Linked DNA regions of Pan paniscus: region 1 is linked to region 2. A link is a contact called in public Hi-C data. All regions are on one chromosome and are shown on one strand. Each heading gives the region's core, a stretch centred on a gene start, on an enhancer-like site or on the middle of the called end of the contact. The rest is flanking DNA. Distances are from core to core; before and after follow the strand shown.

Region 1 (4,900 bases), core at 26-2,525, 170 kb after region 2:
TCTTAAACCAACAGGAATCAGCCTTTCTCCCCAGCTCTAACACTAAAACTGCTTTTATCAGCTTTTTCAATGACCTTAGCTCAATTCTGAGTCTTCCTCTTTCTCATGCTATTAGTGGCCTTTGGCATAGTGATCACACCTTCCTATTTGAAACACTCTTTGCTTTGCCTTCAGGACACCATTCTCTCCTTGTTCTCCTGTGTCATAGGACACTTTTTCTCATTCACGTCTCATTATTTGTCATTTATCTGATTTCACAATGCTAGAGTGCTCCAAGCTTGGTCCTTGGAATTTTTCTCTTTTCTACTTCTACTTACCCCCTGGGTGATCTCTTCTAATTTTATGAATGTAAATACTTTACTATATGTTGAAAATTCTAAACTGTGTATCTCCAGGTTGGACTTCTGTCTTGAACCTCAGGCTCATATGTCCAATTACTAATGACATTGTCACTTAGATGTACCAAATAGGCATCTGTAATGGAGTGTATTATTGTTCATAATATTTGTTGCCTTGTCCAGTGCCAGCATTATACTTACCCTGTTCTGCTGATGTCAGGGCTGGCCTTGGGATTTGCTTTGGTCAATGACATGCGGTGCAACTGACTTAAGTTGTTTTTGAGAAGAAGCCTTAAAAGCCATCACGTGGCTCCATTGTGTTATGTCTTCCCTCTGCCCTGACACCAGAAACATTCCAGGTGGAGGCTGCTCCTTCAGCCTGGGTCATGAGATAAAGTCCACGAAGACACAGTTGACCTGCAGTAGACACAAATGTGAGTGAGCAAGAAATAAACTTTTTTGCTTTAAAGCATTAAGATTTTTGGAGTTGTTTTGTTTCCTTCAAGAAAATGTTTATTGCATGTTATTAGTGATTATGTTTTACAGCAAAATAAAATATACACACTTTTCACAAACACAAAATGGGAATCAAGGCAGCTATCAAATTTACATGTTGAACCAAGTCCTGGTTTTCAGAATTCAGCAGCCAGTCACGATTCTGCACCAGGGCCACTAGTCCATGATTTCCAATAGGTGAGGATCTTTTCAGTAATTGGGACAAAATCTTCTTTATATGTGACCATCGTTTGCACATAAAACCCTTTTGGGCATTCAGATAGTTCACTGGGTACTTCACTTGTTGAGGCATCCTTTTGTTCTACTTCATCACCTGTTGGCTTCTCCTTTTTCTGGCCAAAGTAAAACATTGAGCCCACCAAGGTCCCGGTGCTGACCACGGACATCTGCCAGTACCAGGCCGTGAACTGGTTTTGATACATGGGGATGCCAGCGAGGGCTTCTATCCTCCTGGAGCTGTTTACTGCAAGAGACATAGCCTAAACTGAATGACACAGCATCTCAAATTAACATACCCAAAACTGAATGCCTGATCTTCCCTGCCCAACCTCCAAACTGCTCTGCCCACAGAGTTCCCCATCTTGGTAAACAGCAGTTTCAACTTTCCAGTTTTCAGATTAAGAAAGTCGGAATTGTCCTTGATTACTCTCTGAATCTCACACTCCACATATAGGCACTGAAAATACATCAATGAACACAATAGACACAACAGATAAAAATTCCTGTTGAGATTACATTCAATAGAGATGAAGCAGACAATAATGAAATGAGTAAGCATAATAAGTTGAATATGAGGATTTCAATATATGTAATACATATTACTATATAATACTAAATATTTAAATGTGTAGAAGTTAACGCATGAGATGGAAAAAACAGAGCCAGTTAAAGGGGAAGGGAGTACCTAGGGTGACAGTAAGGGTGTAGGTTGCAAGGGTAGTCCGAGTTCAACTGATTGAGACAGAAACATTTTAACAAAGACTTGAGAGCTGCAGAACTTTTGGCATGTAATGACTCTGCCCAAACCTCTACACTGAGAGATGACTAAACTGCAGCATTGCTTCTAGCAGCGTAAGGCCATGTCCCTAACATGACCCCGCCACCCCCATTCTCCTCACAAATGCCTGCATTGCCAAGCCCAGTGCTGCCAGAAGAATTTACTGTGTGTTCTAGTCAACCCCGGATGACAGGCCCTTGGCCTTACTTTTTAGACCATTTACTAAAAAGGGCTCACAATTGTGAATCTGTATCTCCTGTAACTCAGAAGTGTCTTTTTCAAGGACTTGAAAGCCATTTCTTTGCAATGTAATTATCAGGAGGGATAGGGCCTGATATGGTTTTGCTGTGCCCCCACCCAAATCTCAACCAGAATTGTATCTCCCAGAATTCCCACGTGTTGTGGGAAGGACCCAGGGGGAGGTAATAGAATCATGAGGGCTGGTCTTTTCTGTGCTATTCTAGTGATAGTGAATACGTCTCACGAAATCTGATGCGTTTATCAAGGGTTTCCGCTTTTGCTTCCTCCTCATTTTCTCTTGCCGCCACCATGTAAGAAGTGCCTTTCACCTCCTGCCATGATTCTGAGGCCTCCTCAGCCATGTAGAACTGTAAGTCCAATTAAACCTCTTTTTCTTCCCAGTCTCAGGTATGTCTTTAACAGCAGCATGAAAACAGACTAATACAGGGCCCCTGTCTCCCAAGTCTCTGTGGGAGGATAGAACCTAATTTTGATAATTGCCAGCTAGCAGACACAGCTGGCCTAATCCCATTTACACTGACCAACCCTTTGTAATTTTTCACTTCTCTGACTCTTCTTTAACCCTCCCATTCCCCCAATTCTCCCTTCTAAACACTCAGTCTCCTCTGCACAAATCAGAAAGGAGCTCAACTCTATCCCTTTCTGTCAGTAGTTGCTGAATAAAATCCGTTTTCACCAAATGTCCAGCTGTGTTTTATCTTTCACAGACTTGAAAGAGATGAAAGGAGTAAGCCATATGACTAGTGGTAGAAAGAGTGTTCCAAGCAGAGCGACAGCCAGTGCAGAAGCTCAAATGCAGGAGCATGCCTGGCCTATACAAGTAACAACAAAGAGACTAGTGTTGCTGCAACAGGGTTAGCAATGGAAATGTTGGTGGCAGCTGATGTCAGAATGTAAAGGGTGGGCATGTGGCATACACTGCAGGGACTTACAGGCCCTCATAGGTAAGTACTTCTAGCTTTTACTCTCATGGGCTAGGGAACTATTGGAGGATGTCGAGCAGGGGAGTGACATGATCTGGCTTACATTTTAAAAGGATCACCCTAGCTGCTGTGCTGAGACTAGACAGTAATGGGGATTGGAGGGTAAGGTTGGAAGTAATAAGACTAATTAGGAGGTTGTCAAAATAAGTCATGTGAGAGGTGATGGTAGCTCAGTCAAAAGTGATAGTAGTGATAACAGCAATGTCTAAATGTACTTTACAGAATTTCTTTATGGATTGGCTAAGAGTAGTTAAAGAGAAGTGTCAGGTATGATTTCAAAGTTTCTGTCCTGAGCAGTTGGAGGAATGGAGTTTCCCTCAGCTGAGATGGTAGCAGGTTTTGGTGGGGTGAGAGAGGATCTCTCCCCATAGTAGCTCATTCAGGCTAATTTATAACATTTATTAAACATGGGTATGGGGTGGTTTAGTAGGCAGTTGGATATTTGAGTCTGAAGTTCAGGGGAGAGTTCTATATTACAGATTTAAATTTTGGAGTTATTGGCAAATATATGGTATTTAAAGCCACGGACTGCATGAGACGACCAAGAAAGTGAGTGTAGGTAAAGAGAAGAGAACCTAGGACCAAAGCCCTTAAATGATGAGAGAGGTTTGGAAGAAGAGGAAGTAGCACAGGAATCTGAGAAGAAACAGCCAGTGAAGTAGAAGGAAAGCAAACAAAAAAAAAAAAGTATGGTGTCCAGGAAACCAAGAGGGGAAAAGTTTGTCAAGGGAGAGGGAATGACCAACTGTTGCTGAAAAGATGAGGACTGAGAAGTGACCATTAGATTTAGTAATATAGTTACTGATGATAACAGTAGTTTGGACCAATTGGTGGCACTAAAAGTCTGACAGGAGGCAGTGTGAGAGAGAAAAGAAGACAGATTGGGAAGCAAACAGATACCTTTTTTGAGGAGTTTTGTTGCAAAGAGGAGCAGAAAAATAGATCCATGAGTGATGGGAAAAGCAATGTTCAAAGCTGGCTCTTAGAGTGTGTTACTGATAACAATAAGATTTATATCCATATCCTAAATTACTTTCAAACAAGTAATTTGATGTGTCATTCTGATGGTGGCAGGAGGCAGACAGGTTCCTAGGTGGGAAGGGGCAGGTCCCGGGTGAAACCTCAACTTCAAGCCAGTGACAAGCCAGCTGGGCCTGGGCTTCCAGCTCCAGGTGAAATCCATGGCCTGGAGTGAGGGCTACCCACTACATATCTCCCTGCTGAGAGCTGTTCAGTTGCCCAGTAAAGCTCTTCTCCACCTTGCTCACCCTCCAGTTGTCCACCTAACCTCATTCTTCCTGGATGTGGGACAAGAACCTGGGACCTGCCAAATGGCAGGAGCAAAAGGAGCTGTAACACTTTCCTGGCCAGTTCATTGAGCTGCGGGTGGGAGCTAAAAGGGGCTATAACACTTTCCTGGCCAGCTTGCTGAGCTGCAGGCGGTGGCATGGTACTGGCTGCAGGAGTGAAACGTAGCAACCCTTCTGGGGGCCCAGACCTTGGGAGTCCCTGTGCCAGAGCTGTAACACTGTAGCCTTCCTGCCCTCTGCTGGTGCCAGGTGGCCACCCCATGCAACAAGAAGCAGTGGAGGGGCAGGGCCAGCCCAGGAGTCATGGGCCAGAGCAGGGCAATGGGACTGAAAGAGTCTTTACACAAATCAGCTGAAACACACTCCCCAACCCCGAACATGAACCCCTACTTGCTGCGCTGCAGTAGATGTGAAGGAGAGAAGAGCTGTGGCCCTTCTTGGAGCCCAGATCTTGGAGCTCCCTGAGCCAGGGCTGTGACATACTGTAACACCCTC
Region 2 (4,486 bases), core at 1,749-4,248:
GAGACCCTGTCTGGAAGAAAAAAAAAAAAAAAAAAACAGAAAAGAAAATACAGTAGAGCTCTAGATCAACCAGAGACCCAGGAGCCTTTCATTTGGGCAATGTTAGAGCAATATTTGCCAATATTTTTAGAATTCTAGTTTCATGAGACATTACTAGTATTGTATTCAAAAACAGAAATACTAATCATGCTTCTTCATTACAAGAATTGTCTTTAGATAGATAGGTAAGAAAAATACCGAACACATTTGCAGGATTGCCACTGTTTGGCAATGTTTCTCTAAGCCCGCCTACCTTAGCCCTCTAGAAAATCACTTGGGAGAAATCCTGTTGCCTGAACCCAGAGATCCAGCTGCCTCCCACAGGCTCAGCGAAACAAACAAATGGCGGAGTGAAGTGATCCCTCTCTTCTTCCTTTAAGAGAGGAAGGGATCTCTGCTTCTCTTATCTACTTCAAAGTCTCATCATACAAAGGTTGTTTATTCCTGCAAAAGTTAAATGACAAATCCACCTAAATTATCCTCCAATGGCCCATACCCTTCAACAGAGAAAGGCCAGTCTTCATATTTAAAGGTGGCCCTCACAGCCATAAAATCAGTGTGGTATTATATTTTTTCATTAATTCAGCATTTACCAAGTAACTTCCGCAGCCAAGAACAGTGAAAAGTGTTAGGGATACCATTTTTAAAAACATAATAAAGTATATTATTCTAGTAATACCTTTGATTGATGGCCACATTCTAGACTTTAAGAACCACTTGGGATTATCTCCTTTAATTCCTATATCCACCCTATAAAGTTGGTACTGTTACCATTCTTTATGGATAAAGCATATCCTTTACGGATAAAGCAACTGAGGTTAAGTAGTTTACCCAAGGTCAGCACGTGGTGGAGCTGTAGTCTGAAGCCAGAGCCTGAATTCTTAAAGATTACCATGTTCTTAAGAAGTACACTTTCTACTGAGGTTTGATCTGTAGTATACTAAGATTTCCCAAATTATTTCATGTATTATATCTTATCTCCCAATTAAAATTTGACTTTCTATTTAGGGCAGCACTGTTCAAAAGGATTTTCTGCAATAATGAAAATGTTCTAGTTTGTGCTATCCAAAAGCACAGTCTAGCCATAATTTAAATTTAAACGGCTACAAGTAGCTAAGGCATACAGTACTGGACAACACACGCAAGGAAGAGTTTCATTTCTTCCAATTTATCTATAAAGCCAAGGCTTAGGTAAATCAGTTAATGGAAAGGAACGAGTGAAGAATCTTTAGGAGTTTGTACTCCCTTAGCTGGGGAGCAGAAATCTTTATTATATCAGGACTTTCAGTATAATAAAAATGTTATAAGAAGCATATGATACAGCATGCAGTCCTAGAGGAGTTCATAAAGATGGATTCTTACATTCCTTGCAATATCTTTGGAAGACTGACCTTTTTTTTTTTTTTTTGAGATGGAGTTTCGCTCTGTCACCAGGCTGGAGTGCAGTGGTGCAATCTCCGCTCGCTGCAACCTCTGCATTCCGGTTTCTAGTGAATCTCCTGCCTCAGCCTCCCAAGTAGCTGGGACTACAGGACCCACCACACCCAGCTAATTTTTTTTTTTTTTTTTTTTTTTTTGTATTTTTAGTAGAGATGCGGTTTCACCATGTTGGCCAGGATGGTCTCGATCTCTTGACCTCGTGATCCACCCGCCTCGGCCTCCCAAAGTGCTGGGATTACAAGCGTGAGCCACCGCGCGTGGCCAGAAGACTGACGTTTTATAATTGATGGTCACAACTTTAAAAATTCATACTCAGTTATAGCTTTTTGTCTAATAAAAACATCACTGCTTAATTTATTTACAAAACATGGAGTCCATAGAGAGAAAAACAACAGGGGCCTCTTGGTAGTAAAAGGATGAGAAACAGTGAAAACTTGTAAGTCAATGGACACTTCCTTCAGAAACTACATTCAAAACTTAAAAATTTTGTTAAAGAGTAAGCAACTGCCAAATTCTCCTAAGTGACTTCAACCTGTTACTTATACATCAGATATGTACATACATATTCCTATAATCAAGTAATTCTCAATTTGGGAAAATATCATAAATAATAATAGTTATCTTTTGAAAATAAAGTGGGGCTCTAGATCAACCAGTGTCAGGAAACAGCCAAGTCACACCCCACTGGGTGCTTCCTGGACAAGCGCAGTGCAGCTCCCACAGGGCCTCACACCCAAACTTCAATTTGCTTAAAAGAACTATCTCAAAAAATCTTAGCTATTTAGTCACAATTTGTCCTTGCCATGGAACATGTTTTTCTTTTGCCTCATTTTCAATAACCTTAGATTGCAAAATCATAAAAGCACTCATCAAAGAACTGTGAGAGCAGCTCAGCTTCCCTGGAGATCTCAAACCATGTTCCTTTGCTACAATGCAATCAGCTCTTTATATTTTAGGAACCTAATTTTCCCTTACTAAATGCTAAACAACTTACAAATAACACAATGGCTACAGAAAAAAAAATCCAACATCTTTACATTCAAATCCCAAAGATATAAACCTGACGTCTAAATTAATACGTGCTTAGTGCAAAATTGGGCAATTATTCCACATTTGCAAGACAGTATAACATGACCACCTGCTGCTGAAATGCCAAAGCCACCACTGTTAACGCTTTGCTCCGCCTTCCAGAGAGGTTATTACAGCTTAAGCTGCGTCAACAACCCAGAGGAGGCTGCTATCTAGTTTATCTGTGTGGAAGGCCTGTAACACACTGTTAACAGAGTAGTTGCAGGCCCTTCCTTGGGATATTTTTCTGCGTATAAGAGTGAATGAACTCCACGGCCAGATCCTCCTAGTCATGTTGCAGTGCTGGTCATGGGACCGCAGAGGGAACAGCACCCAACTGGGGATGGGGAGCTCACAGGCACAGGCCCCGCAGCTGATGCAAACCTTCCCCCTCCAAGGTTCTCTCGAGTCTCTGCCAAGAGTCGGCTGGAGGGCCCAACTGCTATGTTCTTATTGCTGTAATGACTGCAATTTGGCAGCATCCAGGATGCTGTACCGGGAACGGGAGGGGGAAGGAGATGGTGGGCCCCTCTGCTAAACGCAACGCCAGAAGGGACACAAGGATGAATTTATTGTGGCCATCGGTCCTGAGCTGGAAGGAAAGTCAAAGGGCTTTAAAGCTGGGGAAAAGCTCTAACTCCTGCTCTGCTGTCAAAGCCTTACTTCCCACGAAGAGTAGGGGCCAGGCGGGCCAACTGTAAGGGGGAAGCGGCCCGGGGTGAGGTAAGAGGACCCTCCTAGGTGCCGCTGCCAGGCGGCGGTTCGCTGGGGCAGCAAGGCGTCCGCACTCGGGAGGCGCCACAAAGGGCCGAGGCCTGCGGAGGCCGCGCGCGCAGCTCTCCGGGGCGGAGCCGCCGGGCTCGCGGCAGCGGAGGCTGCAGCAGCCGCGGGTAGCCAGGGTGCCCAGCCTCCCAGCTCGGAGGTCGCGGGGGGCGGGGAGGATGCCGCAACTGCAATCCGAGCGGCAGAGCCCGGCCGCCGAGCTCCCAGGCCCCCGCAACCGCTGTGGGGCGCAGCGCGCGCCACTGGCCGGGCGGAGCTAGAGGCGGGCGTCTGCACAGCGTCGCGCCACCCGCGACTGCCCGCCTTCGGCCGGGCCCGGGACCCCGTAGCGGCCGATGCCCTGACGGTGGGCGCAGCTGCGGGGCTGGCGAGGCGTCGCGCGTGGGAAGAGGCCTAAGACACCCCGACTGCGGCGGCTGCGCACACCCCATCCGGACGCGGGGCCCCGCGGGCGCGCGCCTCGGAGCTCCCGCCTCCTCCTCTTGCTCCTCCTCGGCGTACGGTCCTCCCCTGACCCCTCCTTCCACCCGCCGAGAGGATGCGCTCCCCGGCGCCCAGCAGCAGAGGCCACCGCTCCCAGAAATGCATGCGACCGATCCCCTTCTCCCGGACCCCAGGAGCCGGCGCCCCCGCCCTGTAGGTAGGTGGTGAGGCGGGGCCCAGCCCTCGCCGCCGCCCGCCGCTGATGCTGCCGCCGAGAGGCCGCGAGCAGGGTCCAGGACCGGCCAAACTTGCCTCCCGCCGGGGGCTCGGTGGAGCGCTCGGAGGTGTGCTAATGGCGCTGGGCGTAGCCCCCTGTGAACCTGAAAACCTCTGCTTGAGCTCGGGAGGCCGAGCGGGGGCGAAGGAGAGATTGACCCTTCCCCGCCCACCCCCTGGGGGGCTCGTGGGGGTGCGCGCCGGTACGAGAGTGGGGAGGACAGGTTGGCATGGGTCTTATTTGGGGAGAAGACCGTTGGATTTTCAGCAGCTCAGGTGGAAATATGTCACTGTGTTTTTCCGGCTGGATTAGCAGATGCGTTCTTCCCATCTTTCTAGCCAAAACATGTAGACAGGCAAAGGGTTATTAGTGGCATGTAGAAGTCGCTGTGGATTTTTGTGTATTTTAGAGCTAGCTAGTTGGTATATAAAATCGATGGTGCAAACCCTTACCGTC

The links. Hi-C and Micro-C count contacts between places; a contact is called where the count stands out from the background.
Region 1: a contact with region 2 is called in a Hi-C map of fibroblasts, with 3 times the contacts expected there. The contact joins the promoter of LOC112440062 here to the promoter of NCOA7 in region 2. A contact is called at or near these places in 2 of 3 Hi-C or Micro-C datasets (fibroblasts and induced pluripotent stem cells).

What each region holds. Positions count from the first base shown.
Region 1 is chr5:145,939,029-145,943,928 of NHGRI_mPanPan1-v2.0_pri, forward strand. It overlaps LOC112440062 (small integral membrane protein 26-like), which reads right to left and starts at 1,276. Exons shown (of 1, transcript XM_024929012.2): 1 at 989-1,276. The coding sequence starts at 1,276. The coding sequence ends at 989.
Region 2 is chr5:145,771,572-145,776,057 of NHGRI_mPanPan1-v2.0_pri, forward strand. It overlaps NCOA7 (nuclear receptor coactivator 7), which reads left to right and starts at 2,999. Exons shown (of 16, transcript XM_034962810.4): 1 at 2,999-3,270.